2 separate regions of the Mus musculus genome follow, and region 1 is linked to region 2. The links are chromatin contacts, called in public promoter capture Hi-C maps. All regions are on one chromosome and are shown on one strand. Each heading gives the region's core, a stretch centred on a gene start, on an enhancer-like site or on the middle of the called end of the contact. The rest is flanking DNA. Distances are from core to core; before and after follow the strand shown. Region 1 holds the start of Mycbp (MYC binding protein). Region 2 holds the start of Ndufs5 (NADH:ubiquinone oxidoreductase core subunit S5).

Region 1 (4,016 bases), core at 407-2,906, 190 kb before region 2:
TATTCACATAATATAAACATGATCTTGAACAAGTACATATTCCTAGGCTCCTGAATTTTGACTGACATAATTTATGCAGTCAAGTATGGAACTTTCCACATCAATACTCAGTAAGTTACAAATCTGAGAGCAATTTAGATTTCAAAATTTCAGATTAAGGATACTTATCCGTACTGTTCAAGGTCTTCCCTCTGCCACTCCATGTAAAATGTCCCATCTTTATCCTTGCTATGGTTTAAGTTAGACATTTACCACTAGCTGGCACTAGTTTTAGTGTGTGTGTGTCCCTATCTAAGCTACAAGCTCCCAAAAGCAAGAACATTTCCATGGCTGTATCCCCTTGGTGCCCAGAACACACGGCTGGAGTAAAATCATTACATGAAAGAAACATGAGGGGTTTTTTTTAACAGAATTCCAAGCCATCTGTGACACTTCTGATGCCACAAACTACAGTGGTCTCACAGAGTAGTTCCTTATACTTTTGCTCACATTGACTTCCGATGACATAAGGAAATGAGTAGTAATTCTAACTTGTCAGTTCATCCATGTAAGAGAATTAAAAGCCCTGCTTTCTTCTAAGTTCTCCCAAATTTTCCCCTAGCTTTTGTTCCCTAAAAAGCAGATACAAATTATTTCCCAGACACTTCCTATTCTCAAAAGGACCAAGTTTTCAATCCCTGCCAGCCATTCCATTCTATTCCCTTGAAAACACCAAGCAATGTTGAGTTCTTACCATGTAGAAGGCATTCAATATACTGTTAAGGCCAGTTAGCTTTATTCTATGATTCCAACCACCATACTCTCTAGCCTTACACCCAGAAAGGAAGGGATACACTTTACGCTTCCATTGTTTTAAAGTAAAGAATATAGCTGTTTTTATGTGCTCTGAAGCACTTTTCAAATTGTAATTCCACTTTAATTATGATATCTACACAAAGTAGGAATTACTATAGGCTAAAAGAGTTGAAAAGCCACAGCCCAAACTGTCTATGAATCTCCAGCTTCGGGGACTAGAGCCATTTAATAACCCACTTTCAAATCCAGTCATTTTCTTAGTTGCCTTTGTCCAAAAGAAAAATTTGTAAAATCCCGCACACTATACGGCAGGGAGCAACTGGGATCTCAAGGTCTTGCTAACGTGTCCACTGCGGCTGCTCGCGGGAAAGCAACGGAAGTTGGAGAGACTTTGCAACAGCTGCAAGAGTTTCAGTCCGGGGCAGAGAGCGACCACCGGGGCGAGGCGAAGTCCCGCGGCCGGCGTGCGCCCGACCCACGGGACCCCAAGGCCTCGCTGCTCCCGGGGCGGGCCCCACCTGGCCAAGAGCGCGCGGACGTGGGCTGCAGCCGCCCGCCTCGGCTCACCTTTCGTCAGCGTGTCCAGCACCCCCGACTTCTCCAAGTACCTCCGGAACTGCTCGCGCTTCGAGTCGGCGGCCTGAGGAGACACGGCGGGTCAGGGACCGGAGCCCGGGGCCGGAGCAGGAAGACGGCGCGCCCCGCCGCCGGCCCCAAGCCCTGCACACGCCCCAACTCCCACCCGGCGCCGCCCGCACGCCCCGAGCCACGCCGCGCCCCCCTCACTTTGTAATGGGCCATAGTGACAGCCACAGCGGCGTAGCTGGCGCCGGAGACACGGGCAGGCGGGCTCCAAGCCTCACTGCTCATGCGCGGAACGGCGCGCGCGTCTGCGCACTGGGCAGGCACGGGCCGGGGCCACCGGGGTGTGGCCTGTTTTCATGGCGACCGGGACGCTGTGTATCCCTGTCTCCTCGGAGCCTAGAGAGGCTGCGTGAGCCCGCCCTCCGCGGTTCCGGGCAGTCTCGCGTCTTCCTGTTCCGGTTGCCGCGGCGATTCGGTTGCCTAGCAAGAGGCGAGGTTTAGGTAAAGCCAGGCGAACGACCTGTGGGGCCCTGGATGGGTGTGGCCAGGAGTTAGAGGCTCCTGATGTAGTATCTCCCCACGTGTTAGTGGGCGCGCACTCCTTGTCATTTGGGTCTTTGGTGAGGAACAGACCAATGCCGTGTTTCTTGGCTCAGAAAAATACCCAGCACCAGGAAAAAGTTCAAGGTCACCCTCAGCTAAATAAAGAATCTCTTTTGGGCTTGTTCAGGGCTTGCTTGTAATCATTAAGCCCCGTGATATTTGCAGATAACTGCTGGCTGGTAGAAAACTTATCTCTACAGCAATGTTGGATTAGGGCAATGACCTCTGAAGTGGTTCTTTTCTCTGCCTTTGTCATTAGTTTCCTTTTTTTTTTTTTTATACCCCCTTAGTGGTTAACATTAAGTTCTTTTCCATATATATTATGCGTGTTTTTATGTTGAAAATAATTATAGGTAGTACTAAGTGTGTATGTCTCTCTAAGGAGATTTCTAAGTGCAGAAGAGGGCCCTTTAATGAATTTGTAGTTGTGCCTGCTACTTGGCTAGATTTTGTTTTGATCTCTCTATATAGAAGTCATTCTATTCACTAGGCGCTGGTGGCACACGAATTTAATCTCAGTGCAAGAAAAGTGGAGACCATCCTGAGTTCGAAGCCATTCTGGTCCAAGATGGTCAGGGCTACACAGAAACCCTGTCTCCAAAACAAAGAATTCATTGTAGTCTTGTTTTAATGTAAGGCCCTACCCCCACCTTATCTTTTTGAAATCCAGTGGATTTTTTTTTTTCCAGGAGTTGGGGAAGAGTATTCATGCCGTGGTGCAGTTGGAGATCGGAAGACTCATAGGACTTGCTCTCCTTCCACCGTTAGTCTCAGTAATTGCATTAAGGTTGTCAGGCTTGACAACGAGTGCCTTTACCACCAAGTCATCTTACTGCTCCCTAGCTGCAAAGTTTCTAGACTATCTAAGAAAAGCAAAACGATGGCTCTATGTTGCACAAATAATGAAAATACTGTCTTTTCTGTTGGTCTTGAGAAAAAAACATATTTGGTTATGAGAAGCCACAGAACTTAAACTCATGTTGAAAGAACTTATGAACCCAGCTTCAACCACAAACTGAATGAAAAAGTGCAAAGCAGAGTCCCCTGGTGGGTGGTGCTTGCCTTGCCTCCCTTTGTTCCTGTTGGCAATGCCCTTCCTCCCTCCCATCTCTGCTCTAAGGCATTCGAGACTCATCCAGTTTTTTTAGTTGAGCTTTTTGGGAATTTTACATGGAGTGGGGATGGGGAGGCGTTGTGTTATTGTTTTGAGGCAGGGTCTCACCATGTGTGAACTCCCAACTCCACCCCAGGAACCTGGATTTTTTTCTTCTTCTTTCTTGGGACTTCCTCCTATATTGGAGCCAATCTAACCTTTCCATAGCCCTCTCTTGGGCCCTCTCTGGAGCTCTAGCTCCTGTCCCAAGCTCTTTAAAAAAAAAAAAAAAAAAAAAAAAACCTCATCTTTGGGTAGACCAATGAGCTGGCTCGGTGGATAAAGCCTGATGTTTGTTGGATCCCTGGAGCTGTCCTATAGAGGAGAGCCAGGACCTGCAAAGTGCCTCCGGCCTCTACATGTGCTGCAGGCACACACATGCACACAACAAACAAAGTATTTTTAAATAAAATGATTAGAAAACCTTCACTACTGAGAGTAATGACATGCGCCTTTAATCCTAGCATTCGTGAGCCAGAGCAGGCAAATCTCTAAACTCAAGGCCAGCCAGAGTCACATGCTGAGATTCTGTCTCAAGTAGAACAAGCCCATCACCCTTTACCAACCATGAACGCCAAGTCTGCAGACAAGGACTCAGAGCCACTGAGTCAGTGGATGCTTTCTGGGACTGGGAGCCTCTGGCAGGTTCCTGAGTTGAGCCCATATGAGATGAGTCTCCTTTGCATTCCCTTTTTTCCTGTCCCCCATTTACTGACAGATTATAGCTTGCCTGCCCTGTGGTTTTTCTTTCAAAGTCTATTAAAATGGTCAAGCTTCGTCATTGTCAGGGTCCAGCGGGGTCAGAGTTCTCAACTGGAAGCAGGGATATCTGGAAGGCACATAATAAACAGACACAGACTACTTTTCAGGTACAAACTGA
Region 2 (4,373 bases), core at 837-3,336:
AAAGAAAGAAAAGAAAGAAAAAAAGAAAGAAAAGAAAGAAAAAGAAAAAAAGAAAAAAGGAAAGGAAAGGAAAGGAAAGAAATGTCCAAAGGATTGGAATTTCCATCAGAAGCTAGCAAAACAGACAGGGTATGAATGGATTTGAGGAGGGGAGATAGTGGTAGCATGTCAGGCAAAAGAAGGTGAAACTTAAGATCAAGAGAAAGTTCTGGGATGGAGAGATGGCTCAGTGGTCAAGAACACTGAGTGCTCTGCTGAAGGTCCTGAGTTCAAATCCCAGCAACCATATGGTGGCTCACAACCATCCGTAATGAGATCTGACGGGCTCTTATGGTGTGTCTGAAGACAGCTACAGTTTACTAAGATATAATAAATCTTAGAGAGAGAGAGAGAGACAGAGAGAGAGAGAGAGAGAGAGAGAGAGAGAGAGAGAGAGAGAGAGAGAGAGAATGGACAGAGATCTGAGAACTGCCACCTTTGCCATGGACTGGGCTCACTGGTCATGAATGTGCTAGCATATGGTGCCCTGGCTTCTAGCCCTAGAACTGCAAGGGGCTAGTTACCTGATGGCATTTGAGCACATGAGACCCTTAAGCAGGCCTTCACAGTGGCATAAGGAGAGGGGTGGGTTGGAAAGGGTGGCCATCAGTTCCGTGCCATTAGAACTTTGTGAGTATGGTTCACTACTTCCATAATGAGCCAATATTTGACTGGACACAGGCTGAGTGCTCAGAAAACTTTAATTGAACTGAAACCAGTTTCATATGGGACATCCAGCCGATGGAAGGGGGTGAGTGGAGCAAGTTGGAGTGATTGAATGAAATTAATAAATTGTGGACTCTCTTACTAGGGTTTCTATTGCTGTAAAAAGACTTGTGACCATGGCAACCATTTAATTGGGGCTGGCTTACAGTTTCAGAGGTTAGTCCACTATCATCATGGCAGGAAGCATGGCAGCATGCAGGAAGGCATGGTGTTGGAGAAGGAACTGAGATTTCTACATCTTGATCAACAGGCAGCAAAAGGAGACTAATCCACACTAGGCTTGACTTGAGCATAGGAGACCTCAAATCCCTCCCCAAAAGTGACACACTTTCTCCAACAAAGCCACACATACTCTCACAAGGCCACCCTTCCTAATAGTGCCACTGCCTATGAGGCAAGCATTCACACACGTGAATCTATGGGGGCCATTCCTATTGAACCCACCACATGGACTTCGGGAATTTTCTCCAGAAACTGTTCATTCGCAGGCACAGCATCTGTCTTATAGGCCAGGCCAGCCTTGAACTCAAGAGGATACATCCTCCTGTCTCAGCTTTCTGATTGCTTTGGTGCAAATGTCAGCTAATACATCAAAGAACGTTTTCATCATGTCACAGTATAAAGAAGTCCCTATAGTAACTCTATAGCTGTTTGTTTGTAACAAGATCTCACTATGTAGCCTTAGTTGGCCTAGAACTCATAGACATCCACCTGTTTCCGTTTCTTAATTTCTGTGATTTAAAGGCCTGAGCCACCACGTTAGGCACTATTATCTTTCTTTTAAGATTTACTTTATGTGCGAGAGTTTTGTCTTCATGTATGTGCACCATGTGTGTGCTCCTGGTATTGCTGAGGTTAGAAGAACTATGTTGGGTCCCCTGAATCTAGAGTTAAACCGAGGACCTCTCCCAGATCAACAAATGCTCTTAACCTCTGAGCTGTCTCTCCAGCCCGGCTATTATGTTTATTACCAAAAAGGGAAACTGCCACCGTGAAACTGGGAAACAGTCACACAAGTTTTGGGGTCACGGCACACGAGCTTTAATCACCACATTTCCTTGGGGTGAGGGAAGCACTACTCTTTCTCGAGTGTGACCTTGCTCAAGTAGCACAACAATCAACGGTCACGACAGTGCTGAAAGGGAGAACTCACTACCGGGCGCAGTAGTATGGGGAAAGTCGGTTTATCAGCTGTCAGCGTCTGGAGGCTGGGCTGCTTGCTGCGCAGGCGCAGACCCGCTGTGCTTGGTTTCTACAGTTCCTCGGCCGGTGGTTGATTTACGGCGTCGCTCTGGAGATGTCGTGCTGCGGGCGTCCTTTACGGCAGGCGTCTGCGTCCTCCCGCAGCCGGCGGTCGGGAATTGCACCAGGGACCTGACAAGGGCACTGCAGAGGTGCGGTAGGCGCTGCTGTGTCCGCACAGCCAAGAAGTTTCGTTCAGGATTAGCTCCTTGACACATTTCCTCTCTCTGTGGGTGGCCCAGGTCTGGGCGTGTCCTCCTGCCTTCCCTTCACCCCGTAACTAGGTCGTCACCCCCACCCCCGGCCCTCCGGAGCAAATCCACCGTCTGCCGGACTCCTGCCTTGGCCTCCTTCCTACCCTGACATCCCGCTCCTTTTTGTTTTTGTTTTGAGACAGGGTTTCTCTGTGTAGGCTGGAATTCACTCTGTAGACCAAGCTGGCCTTGAACTCACAGAGAAGCATCTGCCTCTGTCTTCCAAGTGTTGAGATTAAAGGCGTGCACCACATCCTGATTTTGGTCCCCAGAGCCCTCTACTTTCTTCCTGTTGTGCACTTGGCTCAGCAGCCGCTCCAGAGCCTCTGTCCGTCCTCATTGTCATAACTTCTGTTGTCTATGTTTGTGTGTGTGTGTGTGTGTGTGTGTGTGTGTGTGTGTGTGTGTGTGAGAGAGAGAGAGAGAGAGAGAGAGAGAGAGAGAGAGAGAGAGAGCGAGAGAGAGAGCGATGTAGATCCTCCTCTGGGACTTTTTCTATTCTCCCAATGGCTTCCTCCCCCGAATTCTTACTCAGGTTCCCAGTGTGGGTCTCCAGTGCTTATGATGAGCCGTTTCCCCCATTTGCCTCTGACATACACAGTAAATGACTAAAAGAATGGGAGGGAGCTTTATAAATTAAATTCACCTAAATGTCCGCGTACAGGATGGTTTTGATGTGGGTGCTGCGCTTGCTTTCCATTCTTAAGCACATTTGTCGTTTGGGATTATTTTGTTCTATGTCAACTTTACTATGTATTTTCCATATGTTCTTTTTGCTTAATGTATGTCATATTCTACTGAGCACCAGAATCTATCCACTGCTTTATAGTTGTACGTGTAAGTTGTTTGAGATTTCCTGATTTTTTTTATTTTTTTACAAAATTTTAATTTGACTTGTTCATTTATTTTTAGCAGTTAACTAGCATCTGCTCGATTTTGCTCTCAAAACAAAAGCAGTAGGAAAAACATAGAAGTAAATAGACTGTTACAGTAATGGACGAAGTACTTTTGGGGGGGGGGGTTCGAGACAGGGTTTCTCTGTGTAGCCCTGGCTGTCCTGGAACTCACTTTGTAGACCAGGCTGGCCTCGAACTCAGAGATCTGCCTGCCTCTGTCTCCCAAGTGCTGGGATTAAAGTCATGTGCCACAACTGCCCGGTGGACAAAGTACTTTTTAAAGTTTTAATTATGTGTGGATGTATGACTGTGGGCATGTGAGTGTAGCTACTCCGTGAAGCCAGACACATCATACGGCCCTGAAGCTGGAGCTGCAGCTACTTGTAAACCACCCAAAGTGGTTGCTGAGACTCCAGCTCGAGTCCTCTGCTAAAGCAGCATGCACTTTTAACCTCTAAGCCATCTCTCCAGCCTAGGACAGACTACTTCTATAAAAGGAGAGACACAAGAGAGTGTCCAAAGACACGTGTCATTTAGGTTGGGATGGAAAGAATGTATAGAACAATGTAAATAAATAGTGTGCTTATATTATTTCTCATTTTTCTTTTTTGGGGGAGAGTTGTTGTTTTGTTTTGTTTTTTGTTTTGCTTTTAGTTTGTTTATTTGAGTCAAAACAATTTTTTTCACCCTTGAAAAAAATAACCTTATACATAGAAAGAAAAAAAATTAATTTGGGTTTTTAGTCCATGAGTTTTGTGAAAGTCCCCAAATTACTCTGGGAGAGCCCATCTTAGTAAAAAAAGGCTGGTAATCCCAGCAGTTGGGAGGTGGGGCAGAAGGATGAAGAAATCAAGGCTGTTTTCACTACAGTGTGACTTAAAACTGGCCTGGGCTAGATGGGATGCTATCTGGAAAAACAAAAAGCTTGGTGAGAAGAGATTTGGGGCCTCGGGCTTGGCAGATGAAGTTCCTCGTTTCTTCTCGGAAGCGTGTCACTTGATCACACTCTTGTCTCCTGGGTGTTCTTTTACAGCCATGCCTTTCCTTGACATACAGAAAAAGCTGGGCATCAGCCTGGACCGGCACTTTATGTTCCTAAGCGCAGAACAGCCCTATAAGAACGCCGCTCGGTGCCACGCATTTGAAAAAGAGTGGATAGAGTGTGCACACGGGATCGGTGGGACCCGGGCGAAAAAGGAGTGCAAGATAGAGTTCG

What was found. Promoter capture Hi-C pulls out the DNA fragments that hold promoters and counts their contacts.
Region 1: a promoter capture Hi-C map of the HPC-7 cell line shows a contact between it and region 2. The contact joins the promoter of Mycbp here to the promoter of Ndufs5 in region 2. A contact is called at or near these places in 16 of 39 promoter capture datasets (the 3T3-L1 cell line, 3T3-L1-derived adipocytes, the C10 cell line and 10 more), 7 of 484 Hi-C or Micro-C datasets (cerebellar granule neurons, embryonic stem cells, extraembryonic endoderm stem cells and 3 more), 6 of 115 datasets of contacts at active chromatin or transcription factors (the 230-238 cell line, the SCID.adh cell line, embryonic stem cells and 3 more) and 3 of 9 other capture datasets (adipose tissue, liver and pancreatic islet).

What each region holds. Positions count from the first base shown.
Region 1 is chr4:123,902,653-123,906,668 of GRCm38.p6, reverse strand. It overlaps Mycbp (MYC binding protein), which reads right to left and starts at 1,656. Exons shown (of 5, transcript NM_019660.3): 1 at 1,582-1,656; 2 at 1,363-1,435. The coding sequence starts at 1,596. It also overlaps D130007C19Rik.
Region 2 is chr4:123,715,899-123,720,271 of GRCm38.p6, reverse strand. Ndufs5 (NADH:ubiquinone oxidoreductase core subunit S5) reads left to right here and starts at 2,086. Exons shown (of 3, transcript NM_001030274.1): 1 at 2,086-2,159; 2 at 4,191-4,373. The coding sequence starts at 4,193.